Linked DNA regions of Mus musculus: all the other regions are linked to region 2. Evidence: chromatin contacts called from public HiChIP or PLAC-seq and promoter capture Hi-C data. All regions are on one chromosome and are shown on one strand. The core of a region is the stretch at or near the end of the contact, and the rest is flanking DNA. Distances in the headings are between cores, read along the strand shown.

Region 1 (2,924 bases), core at 199-2,698, 280 kb after region 2:
CCATCTCTGCTTTAATATGAAAGACCAATTGAGTTTAGGTATGTGGAGAGACACCTGGGTGCTTGGAAGGAAGAATGTGGGTTGGAAAACTCTCTGTGTTTCCTAGGGGGTCTACTGGACTCGATGTCTAGCTCTGCAACGGGCATCTGTCTCTCAGACACACACCTGGGAGGAGACACACTGGCTCTTCTGAGAGGCTAGGACAGCTTCAGCAGCTGGTGAATGAGAGACAAAGTTGGGAATGAAGGGGATGCTGGAAGGTCAAGGGACAGCTGGGCTCTTGGACGAGGTCCAAGAGCTGAGGTCTCCCAGCAATGTGCACCCTGCCAGAGAGGGCACCTAATTGGCCTGGCATCAGAGATGGTGAGTGGGACCAATCTCATCCCTAGTCATTCTCTCTGCAGGGGTGAGGTGGGGGGGGGGCTGAGGCACCCAGATGGAGGAGAGCAAGGATGCTCACACATCACATGCGACGCCATTCTTCCTGAGCGTTTCAGATGGATTTTTCTATCCACCTTTGATGTCTCAGCTCTGACTCCCACAGGCTTCTAACGTCTAATTGCGAATTTCTTAAGCTTGGTCCCAGTTGGGAAATGCTGGCTTCTGATGCCAACACAGTCTGATAGCTGCAGGGATGTTCTTGTCCTATCAGAGCCAGGGATGGCACCCACCAGAGATCTGGAACAGACTAGAGGGCATGAGGGGCATCTGAGAGGCTCAGCCACAGGGACACTGTGTGTGTGTGTGTGTGTGTGTGTGTGTGTGTGTGTGTCGGGGGGGGGGGCAGGCCAGGCCCAACCAAAATTGAAGGGTCACTAGTCTGAGGGGTAATAGGAAAATGAAGACCTCCAAAAAGACACAAGGGAATCACAGAAGGACACAGACCCCACTAAGGACGTAGGAAAGATGCTGTAGCCAGCGGTGGTCTCTACTGAAGTGAGCTGTTCATTCAGGGAACAGGCATGTGCTCTGTATTGCCCCTCTATGCCAGGCTCAGGGACAAGAGCAGGCCCAATGGGGAAGTCTTGCTCCCTGTGGGCTGTTGTGAAAGAGCACAGGTGTGGGAGTCAGCTGGACTTGGATGTAGGTTCCAGCCCAGCCACTGACAAGGGACACGGGCAAGGAGTGAAGGCCTCATTTTCCTTATCTGAGAAATGGGAACATGTTAGTTCGTGGTGAGTAATACATAAGCATGGGCCGAGAGTGGTGTGCATTTGACATCCGCCTCTCTCCAAACTCCTCCCTGGGGAGCAAAACTTGCAAAAGACTGGGAAGAGGGGAAGAGGGCAGCAGGTGGAGAGGGAGGGAAGGGCCACTCCTGCAGGCCACAGATGCTTACTTGGCTCTCAGAGCAAGCTGCCGATCGTTGGGGCAAACCCACTGATCATTTCCACTGCTGAAGATGGTGTCAGCCATGACGGGGAGCACAGCCCAGGGCAGGAGTCACATCTGAGGCAGGAGGACAAGGGAAGCACATGTTAGTGACTGGGGTGTTGACGGGAATCCCGATCCCTGCTGACCATTGATGCTACACTCTTTTTTTTAAGGTTTTTCGAGACAGGGTTTCTCTGTGTAGCCCTGGCTGTAGTAGACCAGGCTGTCCTTGAACTCAGAAATCCTCCTGCCTCTGCCTCCCAAGTGCTGGGATTAAAGGCATGCACCACCACTGCCTGGCGATGCTACACTCTTAACTCCTCCAGCAAAAGCCTTACTCAGAGCTCCTTTTCCAAAGGCTCGGGATCTTGGGACAGGTGGCTAGGTGCATCACATCGCTAAGTGACCAGAGTAGACAATGACATCAGAGGGTGAGAATCAGAAGGGAGAGAAGGCACCATCTCAGCAACTTTCAACTCAGCTGGCAAGCCCTGCAGAGCATCAGCTTCTGCCCTTTCCCACACAGCCCCACTGCCCTGAGAACATCCCAAAGAGAGACACAGGCAAGCTCATGAGTCCCCTCAACCTCCCCAACCTTCATTGGACCAGAGTGGAAGCTTACAGGCCTGTGCTCTGCTCCGTAAGAGACCCCAGGGTGTTCTCCAGAGGGCAAGGCATGGGGTGGCAGCCAGTACCTCCACTAGGCACTTTAAAAAGTCATCGTCCACAAGGGATATCTTGCAAACCCTGCAGGAAGGAACCTTCTTTAGAACCTGATGGCTCAACGTAAGTAGTGCAGCTTAGCTGGCTTTCTGTGTGTTACTGAGCCAAGGGCTAACTCAGGCTGCCTATTACAAAGGCGCTGCTTGTGCCTCCTAAATGGAGTGCATGTGTGCGTGTGTGTGTGTGTGTGAGTGTGTGCATGCGTGTGTGAGTGTGTGCATGTGTTGAGAAGAAAAAGAGACTTGGGTCAGTATGCATAAGGATAGCCTTTGATTTCATCCAATCCAGTCCAGTGGATTGAAAATTCAGAGCCTCTTTATATTCTACAAAAGAATATTGATGGAGAAAGCTGGTGATGTGGTTCAGTGATTAAAAGCATTGGCTGCTCTTCCAGAGGACCCAGGTTTGATTCCCAGCACCCACAAGGTGGTTTACAGACACCTGTAATTCCAGTCCCAGGGGTTCTGGTGCCCTCTTCTGGTCTCCATAGGGACTGCATAAATGCACATAGATCCACATAAGCAAAACACACATATACATGAAATTAAAAAAAAAAAACATTGAGGCTGGAAATTTGTTTGCTATTCTCTCAAAATGTTAACCACATACTTGCCATATGGCTCGGAAACTCAGTTGTCCTAAGTACCAACCACAAGAGGACTAAAACATACGTCCTCATAGACATGGGTACAAATATTCTTAAGTCACTGTTATTCCCAATAGCCCAAATGTTACACTAAGAGAAGAAGCCAAGCTTGTACAGAAGATCACGTATGATCTGGTGCTGCCTATAGAGATGTCCAGAATGGCAAAGCCACAGAGGTAGA
Region 2 (2,899 bases), core at 331-2,830:
TTCCTAGCACCGACATCTCAGTTTACAACTGCCTAGAACTCCAGCTCCAGAGGAACCTGATGCTTCAAGTCTCCCAGACCTGCACTCTGGTGCACATGCTGGCGTGCACGTGCACACACGCACAATAGAAATAAAAAGCTTGTTTAAAGGCATGGTGCCACGGGGTTTTAATCCCAGCCCTTGGAAGGCAGGTGGATCTTTCTGTGTTTGAGGCTAGCTTGGCCTAATGAGAATACTAGACCAGGTTTGTTAATTTCACTGCAAGTGGACGAGGTTAATGTGCACCACTGGCATGCTTAGTACCCAGAGAGGGGAAAGGGCAACTGGAATTAGAATGATTATGGGCCACCGTGTGGGTGAAGGGAATCAAACCCAACTTCAGTGGTCTGTAAGTGCTCTTAACTTGTGAGCCCTCTCCAGTACTTTCAGCTTTATTACTGTGTTTATGGCTACAACTGTGATTCTTGTCTTCCATCCAGGGGTAAAGCTCAGGTGGTTAGTTAGACTTGGTAGAAGTTGTCCCCTTCCCTTCCATTTTGAGAATGAATCACAGCACAGTTCGAATGCCCTGAAACTTTAAGGTAGCCCAAACTGGACTCAAACTTGGAGTAACCAATCTCGGTGAGTTTTGGAAATAACATCACTACACCGGGTTCCAGAACATGTATTTCAGGTAGTGGAGCTTTTGTGGGTTCTTGAGGCATCACTGGGTAGCTGGTACTACAGTGTGCTAAAACAACACTCCCATTTCCCTGGGGGAAGTCATAACTGTAAAAACAACCCCATGCACTATCCCCCCTACCCCTCAAAAATTAAGACCCAGAGATCTAAAGGAAATAATAAATCGAAGTGTCTGGCAAAGTAAACAGTCACCATGAATATACACCAAATAGCAACGGCTTGTTTTTCATTCACTGATAGCTCTCGGGGATCCTAAATTATTTTGCTTTGTATTCAGCAAAACTAGTTTCAAGTTGGGCGTGGTGGTGTAATCTCAGCTGAGGTCGGAAAATCAACTTGGTCTGTATAACAAGCCCCAGTACTTACTAGCAAGACTGTCTCAGATGGAAAAAAAAATTTTTTTAAATGACGATCACCAAGTCACTTAAATGAATGGAAGTGTTCTCTGACCCCTATGAGGGCGCCAAGGAACATGAGAAATTACTTATAGTGTGGGCGAGAGAGGCCGAACAGACTACAGTGAGGCTCCCCATCCTGTCCACTCCCGGTTTCTGAGGGTGGGCAGGCGACAGCGAAGACCGTACGCTGCGGGACGATCACGAAGCAGCCCGAGTCCTCGAGCCGCAGCAACTTCCGCCCTCAACGCTCCTCACGCCCGCGCCCTTGCGCAAAGCAGGCTGGGAATGCGGAGCCTAGGTGGCCCCGCCACCGCCCACTCCCGCGTCCGGGCCGGCGGTATGGCGTCGGGAGTGGATGACATGTAGAGCCCGCCTCTCTGAGCCTGGCTCAGCTCCGCCTCTGGGCGGTTCGCTCTGCTGTAAAGCCCCGCCTCTGTCCTCCAACCGCACCCCAAAACCCTAGACACTCTGGATCCACCTCCTACGGAAGCCGAAGCGCAGTCCGAATCCGGAAGAAAAACAATCCGGAGGGAGCAGTGCTGCTGAGACCGGAGACCAAGGGCTGCTCCGGCTCGCACTAGATGCAGCACGGAGACAGGAACACACCGGGTTACCGCGAGGGAATAATGTCGGCTGTGAGTCTAAGGAGGCCGAGCGCACCGAAAGGCTTTGCACTCAGGTGAGGACGCAGGTGTAGGCCGGTCGGTTCCTGGCGGTTAGCTGTCTTCAGCCCAGTCTGATTTGTGGGGCTGGATTTCAAAACCACAGTAGGATCAAGGCTGCCCTAGTTTAGATACCCGAATTCTGTCAGGCCAGTACTGAAAGGGCTATGTTAGGATTGATGCACGCTCTAAACTTTGGCTGCCGAGTTGGTCACTGCAGATGCTCCCCAAGCAAGTGTCCAGTTGATTCTTGGAGCAGACAGGGTTAGATTGCTAAGGACCAACATTTGCCCCTACAGTTGTAGATTAGAAGTTTTGTTCCTGTTTTTCAGCAGTACATCATGGGGTCTTCTTGATCGGGCTGTGATCTCTAGAAATCCGAAATCAGATTTAGATAAGATCCTTTAGCGAGGTAAAGCCTGGTCTCATGCCCGCTCTTAAATCACGAGGAACACTGCTAATCGTCCAATTGAGCGTAATTCGCGGTGCATGGATTTGTTACTAATCATCAAAGTTGAGGATTGGGATGCCAAATCCCGAGTTTTATTTTTTATCCACTTAGAGTGGGAATACAAGGAGCCACTGAGTAAAGAAACCGGTTACCTGCCGGACAGCAGGGGGAGACTGTAAACAGACAAAATGACAGTCTCTCAGAGGACTTGAGAGGAAGGTTTTTGTATTATTTTGTTTATATTCATAGGGAGAGGCAGGGAGCTGCTTGAAGCTAACCAGGAATTTTTTTGTTTTGTTTTGTTTACAAGTCACACTTTAAGAACAGGCTCTGGTGGAGAAGGAAATGCCCCCCTCCCCTTTTTGGGTGGCTCTGCGGGATCTTGTGCTTCAGTGCCTCGGTATTCTTGGAACTCAGGTTTCATCTGTAGAGTCTGAGCTCCTGCTTGCTCTGTCCTGGAGACAGTCTGGGCTTCTTGGAGTGTTGCTATAGCAACACCCTCACTGAAGGTCTCCCTAAGTCTTCGCTTTTCTGAACTTGTGATGGATGTGGTGGTATTTAAGAGCTGTTGATTATTTCTCCTGATACTGAGACTTGTGGAGAGCGGAGGTTGGAATGTTATGTACCAACTGGCGACTTGTCCCAAGAGAGAGTAGACTCGTGAGACAGATAATAAGAAACCTGTTACTCAGAAACTTGTCCCTAGG
Region 3 (3,199 bases), core at 96-2,595, 280 kb before region 2:
ACCACATGGTGGCTCACAACCATCCGTAACAAGATCTGACTCCCTCTTCTGGAGTGTATGAAGACAGCTACAGTGTACTTACATATAATCAATAAATAAATCTTTAAAAAAAAAAAAGACTATTCCAGTGGGGATGGAAAAGTTAAGTGTGGAGTTAAAATATACTTCAACTGGTGATGGACTAGGTGTCCAGAGTCGGGCAAAAGGATGCTCTGTGGTAGAGGTGCCTGCTGTGTAAGCCCAGCTACCTGAGCTCAATCCACAGAATCCACAGCGGAGTGGGAAGAGAAACAACGTCCCAGAGTTGTCCTCTGGCATCCGACGCACATTCGCCATCCCCAAGATGTCATACATATGTGTACATACTACACACTGGCGCACGCGCACACACACTCTTTTTTAAAATTCAGACTTAGAGGGACATAAAGGATTTGCTCTGATATATGTTCAATTGAAAATGACTTTGAAGATAGAGGGCAGATCGAAGGAAGCTCAGCAGGAAAGAATTAATAACATGCAGGTGAAGGGCTATAAACTAGTCTGCAGAGGGCCTTGGCTCGACAAAAAAATCTATGGGGTTTGCCGGTAAAATAAGGAAAAAGTTGTCAACATGAAACACAGAACACTAGCAAGAGAGGAGTGTTAGCAGAAAGAAGCCAACAAGCTCAAACAATTAGGTCGGCTGAAAAATTTTAAAATGTCTTCTGATTTGGCTACTGGGAAGCCACTGGTGACTTCGGTCAGCGTTTTCTCTCTCGTGACCAGAGAGATGTCTAGTAGCAATAATGAGTTAGGAGGATGTAAAAGAAGTAAAACAGCCGAAAACAAGTCCAAAAAGTTTGGGGTGATGGAGAAAGGGAGGAAACAGAGGCCGCCGAAGATAGACAGCGGCATGTTTATTTGTCTTGTTTTCTTAGATGTAAACAAACTAAAAAAACTCGTGAGTTCTTCTGCCAGTACCGGGTTGCCTCCAGCATCCTCTGATGGTCTTAGAGACCCCGGGATGCTCCCCCGCGGCCGTATAATTTCCTCCCTGACGCTCTCCCGATCGACAGCGGCTCCCTCCCCGGGTCCTCTTTGCACCGCTCCAAGGCCGCGCTGCTAGGGCCATCGAGCCCGCTCAGGGTCGTCTCCTTACCTCGATGGCCCCCTCGCTCAGGTGTCCCACCATGGCTGCACCGCTAACTCCCGCGCTCGCGCTCTTGCACCGCCTGAGCTTCTCTGCCGGGGTCCCGCGGGCTGCTCAACGATTGGCTAGAGCAACTGTGCGTGCCGATCCGCCCCCAGCGTGAGCGCGGTGCGAGGGGCGGGCCTAGACGCCGATAGCCACCGCATTGGCTACCGCGCGGCAGGCAGAGCACGTGACTCTTCCGAGGCCGGGTTCGAGGCCTAGTGGCGGGATGGCGGGACGTGAGGGCGGGGCGCTGGGTCGCAGTGCGCCTGTGTCAGCGCGGTGCTACTGAGTTGTTCCCCCGCCAGCTGTCGGAACTTTGCCCGCCCAGTCCTTTGGCGGACAGACAGAATGGCAACCCAGGGAACAGTCGGAGCTCTCCCCTGGTAACTGCTGCTAAATATAGTCAAAGCAGTGACCTGGGTACTTCTTCACGCAGTGCGTGCCCGGCGCCGGTGCCAGGCCCAGAGCTTGGCACTGTGGGATAAACAAGGTAAATCAGACTCAGTCTCCGCCCTCTTGAGTTCCACCTGAGAGTTGTGGCCGCAAGGAACCCAGCCTCAAGGATGGTAGACGCGATATGGGCCACACATGTGGAGCTCCAGAGTGGGGGTCAAAAATCAATCAGGCTTTCGAGAGGCGATGCGGTTTGAACTGAGTTAAAGTGTGTGTAGAAATTTGTCAGGTGGATTCCAGTGAGGATAGTGATGTTCCTAAAAGCCCAAATGGCCTATGCAAAAGTATTGGAGAGCCTGGCGTGCTGGCTGGCTCTGATCTGTTTGTAATCCCAGCCTTTGGGATGTAGAAGCAGCAAAAGTTCAAGGTCACCCTTAACACCGTTGAGTTCGAGGTCAACCTGAACTAAATGAGACCCTGAAAAATCAAAATTTGGGACCCAGGCGTGGTGGCATTCGAGGTAAAAGCAGGCAGATCTCTGAGTTCGAAGCCAGCCAGGCTAACATAAGATCCGGTCTCAAAAAAAAAAAGTAATAAAAATAAAAAGGGAGAGAGGCTATATGAACTGAAAGAAAGACCTGGAGATCAAAACAGAAAACTGAGCCGTCTAAGAAATGAAAATATTTAACTTCATAGTTGCTGGAGTAAGAAGTCTGGAAAACTTTGGGCAACTAAGGTAAACAGGTCTAGAAAGACTGGAATAGTAGCCATCTACTGGTATTTTGATCTCTGTTTGTACAACCACAACCTACTATAGTTTCTCAAACAGTTCCAAAGAATATGTCTGGGTGAATTGGTACCACACCACAGATTAACTCTCCTTCAGCATATCAACAGCTATAGAAAACCCCAGAAGAAATGATTTTGGTTGCGTGTCACTTGGTAGGATGAAATCTCGATTTTCTAGAACTATGCATTAATAGAAAGCTGAATCTTCATGTTCTGACTTTACAGAGCTGCGGCAGCATGGATCTACCGGTGGATGAATGGAAGTCCTACCTACTTAAGAAGTGGGCTTCACTCCCGAAGTCTGTGCAGGACACAATTTCTACAGCAGAGACTTTGAGCGACATCTTCCTTCCTTCTTCTTCCCTTCTTCAGTAAGTGAATGGAAACTTCAGGGAAATTTTGGTCTGGAAAATGTTCTGCCTTGTCATTTGGTCTGAATATCTCTTTTTTATAGGAGAGAGTAGCTTTATATTTTTTATAGTATGGGGCATTTAGCAGTTACTGTTGGTTTTCACGTTTCTCCCTAGTCTGTGATTATAGAATGGGTAGGCATAACTGCTTTCCTCTTTTGGTATGTGTTATACTTAAGTAATTTAGTATCTTGCTGTCGTCCCAGTGCTGTCACTCAAAGGATATGGTGCAGGTTGTGTAGCTGCCCATAGAAGCTCATTCAGTACTAATAGTGAGAAAGAACCCTAGCAATTGTTTAGTTGAGACCCAGAAATTTTCAAATTCTATGGACTGCATTCACTGGTGAGATAGACATTTTATATCACAACCTAGTAAATGTATACATAGGTAGAAGTCTCATTTACTCAGCAAATCTTATTTTTTAATTTTTAA

The links. Promoter capture Hi-C pulls out the DNA fragments that hold promoters and counts their contacts. HiChIP or PLAC-seq counts read pairs in DNA pulled down with a chosen protein or histone mark.
Region 1: a contact with region 2 is called in an H3K4me3 HiChIP or PLAC-seq map of bone marrow-derived macrophages, with 4 times the contacts expected there. The contact joins the promoter of Rph3al here to the promoter of Inpp5k in region 2. A contact is called at or near these places in 1 of 39 promoter capture datasets (pre-B cells), 3 of 484 Hi-C or Micro-C datasets (the Ba/F3 cell line, the G1E-ER4 cell line and pre-B cells), 1 of 115 datasets of contacts at active chromatin or transcription factors (bone marrow-derived macrophages) and 1 of 9 other capture datasets (pancreatic islet).
Region 3: a promoter capture Hi-C map of pre-B cells shows a contact between it and region 2, with 2.4 times the contacts expected there. The contact joins the promoter of Smyd4 here to the promoter of Inpp5k in region 2. A contact is called at or near these places in 9 of 39 promoter capture datasets (the C10 cell line, cranial neural crest, embryonic stem cells and 5 more), 1 of 15 datasets of contacts at CTCF or cohesin (the NIH/3T3 cell line), 6 of 115 datasets of contacts at active chromatin or transcription factors (the 230-238 cell line, effector CD8 T cells, extraembryonic endoderm stem cells and 3 more) and 3 of 9 other capture datasets (adipose tissue, liver and pancreatic islet).

What each region holds. Positions count from the first base shown.
Region 1 is chr11:75,909,611-75,912,534 of GRCm38.p6, forward strand. Rph3al (rabphilin 3A-like (without C2 domains)) reads right to left here and starts at 1,449. Exons shown (of 8, transcript NM_029548.4): 1 at 1,340-1,449. The coding sequence starts at 1,416.
Region 2 is chr11:75,629,440-75,632,338 of GRCm38.p6, forward strand. Inpp5k (inositol polyphosphate 5-phosphatase K) reads left to right here and starts at 1,581. Exons shown (of 12, transcript NM_008916.2): 1 at 1,581-1,758. The coding sequence starts at 1,661.
Region 3 is chr11:75,347,088-75,350,286 of GRCm38.p6, forward strand. Smyd4 (SET and MYND domain containing 4) reads left to right here and starts at 1,346. Exons shown (of 11, transcript NM_001102611.1): 1 at 1,346-1,664; 2 at 2,582-2,727. The coding sequence starts at 2,594. It overlaps Rpa1 (replication protein A1), which reads right to left and starts at 1,296. Exons shown (of 17, transcript NM_026653.2): 1 at 1,139-1,296. The coding sequence starts at 1,171.